2 separate regions of the Rattus norvegicus genome follow, and region 2 is linked to region 1. Evidence: chromatin contacts called from public HiChIP or PLAC-seq data. All regions are on one chromosome and are shown on one strand. Each heading gives the region's core, a stretch centred on a gene start, on an enhancer-like site or on the middle of the called end of the contact. The rest is flanking DNA. Distances are from core to core; before and after follow the strand shown.

Region 1 (5,598 bases), core at 1,573-4,072:
CTAATGTGAAACCAGCCCAACCCATTTCCAGAGACAATGCTATAACGCAGGTTAGCATTCAGACCAGAGTCACCATCGGTGGCAGACACCCCACTCACATAGCTCCCCGGAGGTACTTCCTCACTCAGGTTCACTCTGTACACTTGCTGCTCAAAGACCGGAGGGTGATCATTGATGTCATTGACAAAAATCACCAAGCTGGCCACAGAGGAGCGGGCCTGGACCTCGGCAGTAGGGGGCGCCCCGGAGTTATCCGAGACCGAGACTGTGAGATTGTATGAAGGGATGCGCTCGCGGTCCAGGGCGCTGGCCACCTTGATGAGGCTCAGGTTGGGCACCTTGCTCCTCTGTACCTCAAAGTGGCGCTGCTCATTACCCCCGAGAATCTGCACTGAAATGTTTCCGTTGGCTGCTGGGGAGTCAGCATCGGTCACGGTGAGCAGAGCCACCACGGTACCCACCTGCGCGTTCTCATCCACCGAAGCGTAGCGCGAGGTGGCAGGGAAGTAGCGAAACTTCACTACAGGGTCGTTGTCATTGACATCTAGCAGCTGGATAAGCGCTTCGGCACGCCCGGTGAGCGAGGGCACGCCTCGGTCCGTGGCCTGAACTGTCAGCGAATACTGTCGCCGGGCCTCAAAGTCTAGCGGCTCTCTCACGGTGATGAGCCCCGTCTCCGGGTCCATCTGGAAGGGGGTTCCCTCGTCCTGCAGCCGGTAACGGATGTCCGCATTGGTGCCCTCGTCTGCGTCCGCCGCCGCCACCTGCAGGACACTGGAACCCACAACTGCGTCTTCAGGCACCCCCGCCTGGTAATGGGAACTGCCAAACACCGGGGGATTGTCGTTAATGTCCTGTACAGTCACGTTGACCTGAAGGTAACCCCGCCGCTTTGGCTCACCCTTGTCCTCCACCTCTACCAGGAGCTGGTACTGAGGTGTGACCTCGCGGTCCAGCCCACCCTTGGACACCAGGTGCAGGAATGCTCCCTCGCCACTGGGGTTCAAAGTGATGTCCAGGCGAAAGCGGCCCGCCTCGTTGCCGCGGACGATGCGGTAGGAGCGGTGGTCCACGCCGTTGGAGCCGATGTCAGAGTCGGTGGCAGTGTCCAGAATGACCTGACGCCCGCTGCCACTATCCTCCTTGAAGGTGACCACGATCGAGGGGTCTGGGAAGACTGGGGCATTGTCGTTGAGGTCACGCACCAGCACGCGCACCTCGGTGGGGTAGGTGGGCGAGCTGGAAAGGACCACCAGGTTGACCACATCGCTGGGCAGGCTCTCGCGGTCGATGGTAGCGGTGGTGTACAACGCTCCAGTGCTGCTGTTAATAGCGAACAGGGCGTGGCTTTCACTGAGCCGATAGGTGAAGCCAGGACGCGTTGGGATGGTGCCCACCAGAGTCCCTGGGGGTTGCTCCTCCATCACCTGAAACACCTGGCGCTGTTCGGCCGCTTGGACTCGGGCCGGACTGGGGAGCAGCGACAGCAGTCCCCAGACTCTCAGAAGCTGGCCCAGAGATGGGGAAGGTAGCGGGAACCGCCTGCGGCCCGGAGTCCGGTTTGCGGCCAAGTTCATGGTCCTAGTTTCCAGTAACCTGGAGAAGAGAATCAAGGTGAAGGTAATGGGATGACCTGGAGTTCTTCTGAGTGGCGCCAGTAAAAGGTCAGTTTGGCCGGAGACCTCTGCGGTTCAGAAGAGTGGGTGAGGGACCGGCACGAAGGAGAAGCTGGTGAGACGACCAGCGCAGAGGAGAGTGAGACGACAGGCGGCGGAGCATCCCTGGGCTCTCCGGTGAAAGTTTGCAGGCCTCTAGACACTTAGGTTGAAATCCCAATTCTGAGAGTCCCGGCCGCGGACCGGAGTTACGAGAGGCGGCTTTGATTTTGGGGGATCTGAGGAGTCGCTTACTGCACGAACATCTTTCTAAAAACTTTAGAACTTACCCGGAGCGCGACGCCAAAAAGGGCAGGGCCAAGAGCCGCGGAGCCCCTGCACCCTGGAGGTAGAGCGGGGACGCCAGGAGATCCCAAGCTAGCTGTGAAGACTCTTCTCTGGTCTCGCTCTGAGGGAGCCGGGAAGGTCGCCTGTGGATCGGGCTCCCTCCCCCCACAGCTGAGGCAGCCAGGGCTCCCGGTCCCCACCAGGGCTCCCGCAGCTCTCAGCTCCGTGCCCCTGCCCGTAGCCCGGGCTGCCTTTGCTCCCGCCGCGGGTCGAAGCCCAAGGTCCAGCCCAGGCTGCCGCGGGCGCTGCTCCGCATCCTTCACCTCCGCGCCAGCATCATTTTTACGTCCACAGCGCGTGGGTTTCCCTTCCTCCTCGGCGCCGTGGGGGTCGGACAGTGGCAGCAGCAGCGCTTGGTCCCGGAGTCCCCTCCCCTCACCATGCCAGGGGCTCTTCCCCGGGCGTCAGCGGGCACCAGCGCCCCCGAGCGCTCCTCGCCCTTGTCCAGGGATCTGTGCTTTTATTGTCCCGGGTCAGTTTCACTTTGTAATCCTTCAGGCTTTGTGTTTGGAGTGGGGTGGGTCCCTCCGTCGTGGTCCCTGCGGACGATGGGGACGCGGAGGAGCGGGGCAGCTGCTCGGGACACCGGGTGGATGCGCTGCTTCCCAGCCAGGGCTCGGAGGTGGCACTTCGGTGTGTCTGTAGCCCGGCGAGTCCCCCGCTGCCTCTCCTGGTCCCTCGCACTCTCCCCGCCCCTTCCCCGCTGCGCGCACTCACGCACTCACACACACGCGCGCACACACGGAGGGGGAGGGTTGTTCTGGATCGCGAGCAGGACTGAGAAACTTTGCTCGCCCCTCGGTGCTCCCGGACTCCAGTGGCCGCCACTCCCCAGCTCTGGTCCTGTCACCCGCGGGCCCTGCCCCGCTACAGCTCATTGGCCACAGCCCCGCCCCGCGTCCCCGCCGCCCTAGCCTGCAGCCGCCACTGGCTGGGGCGACGCTCGTCACCGTGGCCTCCGAGGTTGTGGGCGGGAGGTAGGCGAGCCCCACAACGGAGGCGCGAGGAAGGGGGCGACCACCCCCAACTCCTTTCTATTTATTTATTTTCTCTTTTGGTCAAACCTTGGCCGGCGTCGGCGCAATCACCGCAAGAGGCAGCCGCGGAATAGATGGGGGGTGGGGTCAGGTTTAGAAATAAATAAGTTTACTGTCCGGAGCTGGGGCTGCCATTAGGCCGTTAGTCTGGTAGTAACTCGGTGGAGGGGGTCGGGGAAAAATGAAAGAAAGGTTGGGGCGAGGGTCTGTTAACGCGGGAGGAAGGATTAGGCAAAGCCTGTCTGGGAATGCGCGCGGCTGCTGAGCTTTAACCATTTCGTGTCCTCGCCAGGAGCAGTGTTTGAGCAAACTGAGACCCACAGTACCCCGCAGAGCCCCAGATCTTCCCGACTCCCAAACCTGCGCCCCTCGTCGCTGTCCCTCAGGTCCAGGGCATACCAAGGCCTCGGTGCAAGCCAAACTCCAACTTCTCAAAGAGAAGGGCATGCTGGCACCCACATAGCATGGTTAGTCTCATAGCTGGAATCCTGTACTCAAAGCAGTCTGGAGGCTTCAGCTGAAACAATGGCAGCTTCTGCGGGAACAGTTTCCTCTTACAAACCCAGTTTGGAATTTTTGACCCCCTGTGGGGCTTTTCTCCCCTTGACATTCTCTAGCCAAAGGAAATCTAATATCGTTTGGTTTCGATTTGGGCCTGGGGGAAGAATAACTATAAGAAAATAGAAATAAATGAAATGAAGTTTAAATTTAATTTTTTTAAGTGTCACACATCACCAACCGCACTCAGATTATGCCCCTGCCTCGGCTTATTTTGTGTGATGGCGCATGAGGTTTCTTTAAAAGAAAAAAACAAACGTGACTAGGAATCGGGTCAATAAATTTCCCCTTTAAGGGAATCAACTTGCAAAATATGAACTGAAGCCAAATAATGCAAATATAGGGCATATGTCATACAATTTTGCCACAGGAATCCCTCCAAACATCAAACTTTCTGCACCCAGAGATGGTTCGAGCACGAGCCAACACTGCCCCCTGCTGGCTAGATCCAGTTTGACTGCTTCGGTGGCTGGTTTCGTGCCTTAAATTAAATGCAGCTGGGAAGATCTGGTTACAGAGCTAATTCCTCCTTCTTGCCAAGGGATGGGGGCAAAGAAAAGGATCTGGAAGGATCTCCTACTGCCTTTCCTTGTGTGAGGTCAGAAAACAATTAAAAGCGATAGAGAAGACAACACATTCAAGTCCCAGGGAAGCAAACCGCTTGTAACGTAAACTGAGGAAGGATAGAGCCTGATTCTAAAACATCGTGAATTCCTTTGTTTAGTTGGAACGTTCACTTCTGCCTGTTCCTCAGCTATAGCTTGATGAGTGGACTGGAAACAGACCAGAGAGTTAGGCGTCTCTATTGCTACATTTTTCAGACTGCAACACTATTAAATACATTTCGTTAACCGCCTTCCCCCTTAAAAAAAAAAAAAAAAAAAAAGCAGAAAACCAACGAAGCCAAACAAAAACGCCTTTGAAGCCCGGTCAAAATTATTTTGACCAACCAACCCTTACCCCACCCCCAATGTCATTATTTTGCTGTAATTCAGCCAAAAAGGGTTTGTGGGTTAAAGTTGGGTCGAAGGGACTTCAAATAGCTGCAATGAGAGAGCGGACAGTGGAGAAGACTTTAGTTCTGTTTGCTAATCCTGCGTAGTTCAATACTCAGACACATAAGAATGGGAAGAAATCACTCACATATATTGGGGGAAGACCGGTGGATTTTCTGCTGGTCGGCCTCATGTGTATTTGGGGAGCAAGTGAGGCGCCTTCACAGCTCCACAGAATGGAATTAACACCTCTTGCTGTGAATTTAATTTAATAAAACAGGTAATTTAATTCATGCTGCAAAGCAGAGTGTTTAATCTGTGAAATAAGTGAATAGCCTTTGTTTTAATAAAAAAAAAAAGCAATGCAAAAAAAGTGGGTCACATTCAGTCCAAAAATATTTGTTTGGAAAATTCGAAGGGAGGATCGCCACAAATTATTTAAGCAATGCTATGGTTAGTTGAACAACTAACTTTCCATAATGATGTAATTGACTCATTTGTAGATAATTCTACACAAAACTACAATTTTGCATGTGTAGTATGTAATTTAAAAAGAAATAAGGAGAACGTTCTGAATAAAACATGGAGTACAGCTCTTGTTATATTTTATTTTTTGTCTCCCTTAAATTTCAAGAGCTGTGTTAACATAGCATACAATCTCATATGTATTTATATGTATACATATACCATATATTATATAGTATTTGTTATTATACAATATAAACATTGTATATAATATATGACACAATATTTAATGTAATATAATACAATAGATAATAGATACAATATATTACCATATTATAATTCTTCCTCTGGGTGGGAATAAAGGCTTTTACCAGGGATGCTTGACCACCTCAGTTCTGTCCCCAGAAACCAGACAAAGTAGCACAATTGTCTGTAACCGTGGCTCCACCTAGTGGGAATCTGTGGAAAACAGGCAGCCTGAAGAATGCAGTTGTGCAGTTGAAATGAAGTTTAGAATAAGATAGGAAGAGTGGACATGAT
Region 2 (5,598 bases), core at 1,781-4,280, 340 kb before region 1:
TGACTGAGAAGATTGACTAGGATGGACTAGGTTAGCAGTTTGTAACCCACAACTGGTATTAAATGCAGGGCTACAGACTGATGTACTGACATCCAGTGGGAACACATGTTTCCATTCTGCTATGTGCCCTCCCAGAGAGATTCTTCCTACACTTGCCTGTCATGTCCAAGCATACAAAAACATGACATTCAGATCCTGATACCTCAGCACAGAATTCTGTCTGCCAGACACTGGCTCAATTTCCTTTGTCCAGCTTTCTACTATTTGGCATGGTTTGATGGGATCTGTTGAATCCACCTCTGAATGCACCACTAGGTAGACAGGCAAGAGCACGCCTGTAGTCACAGGCGTTGGGAACACTAACCTGGGAGTCTGATTTACACTCAGAATTTGGAACAGGATCAGGTAAAACAGATGTTACCAGTTCCTGAAGACGTTCTTGCTAAATAGCCAAGCAGAGGTGAAGACAGGTGGCCTTTCCGCTTTTCATTAGTCACGTATTCCATAAGTGTTTACTCAGTTCTTCTTCAAGAGACTTGACCAAAAGTTCATGGAGTAGACTGGACTAGGCTGGATTGAACCAGGTTGAAATGAACTGGAATGGGAAATAATGGGGAAGAGTGGAAGAGGATGGCAGGAAAGGCCCTTATCCCAAATCCTGGTTACTCAAAAACTGAATCGTCACTGGGAAATGGCAAACACTAACTCTTCTCCACCCGCCTCCCTCCTTAACACTGAAATTTGAGCTGGAATTATAATTGACTTTCAAGAAGAAGGTACTAGCATCGCTAGAAAATTTCAGTTAGATTAGAATATGATGAGTCTTTTATTTTTAATAAAAATACATCTGCACTGAGTCATGTCTGTAGCAAGAGAAAGCCCCTGGGAAACCCTTGAAAATGTCCCTGCTACCCAGGGAAGATGGCTGTCTCTCCTTTTACACTATTCTTTAGGGATGGGAAAAGCCAGTCTTGGCTCAAATTCCTTATAAACATAGAAACAAACAGAGTCCTGCTTGCTTATTAATCTCTCCATGACATATACAGTGCAGATGGTGGTAATGAAAGATTCAGTTGAATGTTGCTCTATTTTGGAAGCTTTTTAAACTGTAATTGCGGCCCTATTTCATCTCGTCCCATCCTGCCATTCCTACAGTCTATCTAAGACAAACAAAGAGATGCCTATAATAAATTACTGTAAGGGTACAGTTAGTTTTCCCAAGCATAAATCTGATGAAAATGTAAGTTTAACGATTCAGGCCATATGCAGTCTTACATGGAACCACTGCATCAACAAAACCAGCTGTTTTCAAGTTCTATTAGGAGCCAGTATTAAAAGGAAAGTAAATATTAAGTCTGAACCTAATTCTATTTTATAAATATTGCCATTCATTTTTAAAAATACATCACGGACTTAGCATTTTTAATTGTAACTTCTTAAACTTGATTAAAAAATATTTTTTTCTTTTCATTTTGTAGATCAAATAACGTTTCTCCCAGGAAATAAGTATTTTGTTGTTGTTTTTTTAAAGCTGTCCTCCCTACACTGCTCAGTACCTCCCATCGCCTTGATTCCAAAGTGTCTCAAAGAAGTGTTACGGTGTCTACAGAAAGCCCTTCTGCAGAATTATTCTACGGTATAAGAAATGTTCTTTGGGGAGGGTCACTATTTCACATGCAAAAGTCAGATTCTGATATGCACTGGAAGATTTTCATAGAAGGGGACATACTGTTTTACCCAGTAATATTTCAGAAATAAATTCAGTACAGATTTTTCACAAACATCAGCTATATCACTGGTATTTTACCTTAGAATGCATTTTTTATGTCTTTAGATTGCTTTTTTTTAATGTGTGCAAGTCTTTTATCAAGATTTATGTATTTCTACCACTATGTAAGTGCCCAAGGAGGTAAGGGGGAGGAGGAAGAAGAGGAAGAAGAGGGAGAGGAGGAGGAGAAAACGGTGTCAGATCTTCTGGAACTGGTGTTATACATGTTTGTGAGCTGCTGTCCAAGTCCTGGGAACTGAACCCAAGTCCTCTGTAAGAACAAGAGTTATATCCCTAGCCCCTCATTTTATTTTATAATGAAATGATGTCACTTTAGTTGGTATAAATGGAGCACATTGATTCATGAAGCATTTTGATGGCTGGATATTCACGAACAATGAACAGAGTATGGACCCTGTGGCCACTCACTTTCATATTATTGTGTGGCAGACTGTTCTCCCTCCTAAGCAATGGTCAGAAAAGTCTTTACGAATGAATTTTCTGAGGCAGGATGAGTGTGTGTGTGTGTGTGTGTGTGTGTGTGTGTGTGTGTATGTGTGTATACTTAAATGCATATAATACTCAATATACTTAATAATTCATGTTCACAAATATAAGAAGGATAGATAGTATGCTGTTTAACTGTTACATAGTGATATTATGGTTAATGAATATACACCATCTGTTTATATGCTCCCACAGGGTCTCCAGCCTAAGGCCCAGTGACACTCTGATAGGAATAGTTTGGCAGTCACTGTCTTCCCTGGCCATTAGGGGGTGTCTGTCCCCACCCAGTGAGACATTTCCTCACTTTCTCAGAAGCCTGTGGAACCCAAGTGCTTCATTAGGGCCAGTTTCCTCAGAGAGACTGCTGCCATTGCTTCTAACCAGTGTCTATTTTCTCTCAGTAAACTTTCAAATCAGCACTTATTGAAAAGGAAACTTCCATTGTTCCAGCCACTATTGTTTTCTAGAACAGCAGAGACTTTACTGAAAGCAAACTTGCATACAGACGTAACCCAGAGTTTTTATTTTTCACCAGTAAAAAGAACAAAGCGCCAGACAAAACTATTGTCCGATCCATCTGGAGCAGGGCTTCCTCCCCACAAGTCTTGTGCACCACACACAATATTTAATGTTGTTTAGCTTTTAAAAACAATTGCCTATGAAAGCATCTAGGTCCTCTTGATAACAGAGCAAGGCCTTTCCTGCAATTGTGAACCAGGAAATGCTGGCCCCTTGGCAAGATTTACTGTGTCCCGCTGCTTGGAACCTCCCCCTTGCGCTTGCTGGAATGCGTTACTTTTAAGCACCTAGACTAACAGGAAGAGAAAGTTGTTACTTCTTTCCATGTGAAAGAGGCAGGGATAGGAAGGCAAGTGGGCAAGGGACTGATTAAGGACCTGGGGGTCCAATACTAATCTTAGATTCATTTGCTGTTTTCCAAGCTCCAGTGACTGGAAGTCTCCCTTTCTAAATTCACTCAGCTTTTCGATCTGGTCAAAGCTTTCTGTTCCAAACCTCTTACATCACACAGGCTGCCCAGGACCGAACAATGAAGGCAGGATCCCGAGGAAGGGATGTGGCCCTCCTTTGTTCTGTCCTTACATGGAATGAAGCATCTGTCTTGTTTTGCCGACCTGAACTGAGAACACACTGCTTAGAAACAGAAACACTAAAATAGCAACACATTTTCTTCACATGGGCTGAGTGTTGAATCAGCAGAGTTCAGTGAGAAACTCTACTGACCACCATAATCGGGCTGCATGATTTGAGAGAGCAATACACTCCTACCCACCCAGGGAAAGACTCCTACTGTAGAAGCGATCTATGGCTTGCACATATAAGTGAAGCTATCTCCTTCACTGTTGTCTCATAAGAGTTTTCTTTAAAGAAATTAATTTGCAGTAAGAAAATTACATATTAAATGTGAAAGGCTCTCCTTTCTAAATAACAGAATGTACCAACACCCCAAACTCTGCTCTTGATATCCTTCCTCTGGCTTTGGAGTATTTTTCTATCTTGCGCTCAGAACTTTGTTCAGATGTCACCTCTGGTCACCCCTAAACATGGTACAATCCACCCTATCCCCATTGCCTTCCCTGCTGTGTGTCCTATAGCCCGTAGCATCCTTGGGTAGTTAAATGAATGTATTCTACGTGTGTTTGAGTATTTGCTCTGAAAGTTCTCATAAGAATGTAGGTCCTGGATGAGAAGAGGCTTCTGCCTCTACTGTAGTGCCCAGAGTATCCAGGGAGACCATGCCATGCCAGGTGATAGACACCAGGTAAGCAAGTGGGGTTAGTACGGCAAGCTAATTTCTAGAAATTTCTTTGTTAAGATGTCATGTGACCAGAACTGTAATCGAGCAGAGAGCTATAACAAGTTCAGATACAGTGGTGAAACATTCCCACTTTATAAAAGTTTTCATTTCACTATCAAGATGCCCACCAAGGACTCACAGGGAGTTGTTTACATTTGCATAGACTCCAAAGCCAGGCCTACATAATGAAAAGGAGCAAAGGTAAAGCTGACTGATACCCCTGATCTCTCTGCCACCCACTCTTCTTTCCTCCCAGCCTGCAACTTTGCAACCTTGCCAAATACACACACACACACACACACACACACACACACACACACACACACACACATACTCACACAAGCACACTTGCATGCACACACACAACTTTTGAAACATTCAGATGCTTTCCAGGAACATGAGAAGCCTCCAGAATTTTTCCCAGGTGACTCTTTCCATTTGCATTACTAATTTCCATTCATCTGTGGAGCAGTTAGTGGAAAACACCAGAAGCCTAGCTGTGTGGTGTTTATAACATGTTAGTTTTCTCTCTTCTCCTCTTCTCCTAGCCCTCCATGTTTTTGGTGTCTCTTAGAAAGCAAAAAACAAAACAAAACAAAACAAAACAAAAAAAAAACCAAAACCAAAAACAAAAACAAAACAAAAACCCAAAGAAATGTGTGACTTTCTTAAAATTGTATCAAATTTATTACAATTATTTCTGATCATTTTGCTGCAGCGTTAGAGTTTTTGGACATATTTCTCAATGTTTGCAAACACAGGTGTTCACAGAGAGCCATTTCAGGAAAGATAAGGCACATCTAACATGGGTAGAAGGGTCTCAGGAAAGACTCTGGTCTGCACTCTGGCTGAAATGCACACATTCCCTTAGTATGTACCTTTAATCCTTGACAAGGAAGGTAAAGTTAGTTTGTGGAAGGAATCAGCCATGTTTGAAAGTAATGTCTAACGGAAGGGCATACAAAGTGAAGGAGTCAGAGAAACATTTGACAGAATGAGTCAGAGATAGAATACACCCATCTTTCAGGAGAATAACATAGAAAAGAGAATTGGCTTAAGAAAGCACTTTAGAGAAAGACAAAGAGAGAGAAGAAGAAGAAGAAGCAGTGAGAGAGAGAGAGAGAGAGAGAGAGAGAGAGAGAGAGAGAGGGAGAGAGAGGAGGCAGATTTTTACTGGAACAGTTTTACAAAAACAGATTGCAGGAGAGGACAGAACAAACCAGAAGGAGTCACAATATTAGAATAGATCTGCAGAATTAACTTGAGCCCAAGCAAAGCAATTCAGTGAGAAGCCAAGAGAAACCATACAGAATCAGTTAGCTTGGTGGTTAGTTTAAGCCAGAATTACTGAATTGAACCAGGCAAACGGAGTTCAGAAAGAACTAGAAAGGGTGATTTTATTCATCTGTAAGGTGAATATATCTGGTGAATAAGTTTTACATAAAATTTGAACCCTGTTTGTGCTTTCTAGACAAGAATGGAACACTGATAATTTAATTTGGCCTCT

Evidence for each region. HiChIP or PLAC-seq counts read pairs in DNA pulled down with a chosen protein or histone mark.
Region 2: a contact with region 1 is called in an H3K27ac HiChIP or PLAC-seq map of oligodendrocytes, with 5 times the contacts expected there. The contact joins the enhancer-like site here to the promoter of Fat4 in region 1. A contact is called at or near these places in 4 of 12 Hi-C or Micro-C datasets (the Rat2 cell line, Schwann cells, frontal cortex and 1 more) and 1 of 1 datasets of contacts at active chromatin or transcription factors (oligodendrocytes).

What each region holds. Positions count from the first base shown.
Region 1 is chr2:123,852,513-123,858,110 of GRCr8, reverse strand. Fat4 (FAT atypical cadherin 4) reads right to left here and starts at 2,822. Exons shown (of 17, transcript NM_001415042.1): 1 at 1-2,822. The coding sequence starts at 1,577.
Region 2 is chr2:124,193,318-124,198,915 of GRCr8, reverse strand. No RefSeq gene overlaps it. Among named protein-coding and RNA genes, the nearest start is that of Fat4, 340 kb to the right of the region's middle. Within about 2 kb of position 3,030, at least 16 of the 93 cell types and tissues checked have an H3K27ac peak or open chromatin away from gene starts, as enhancers often do.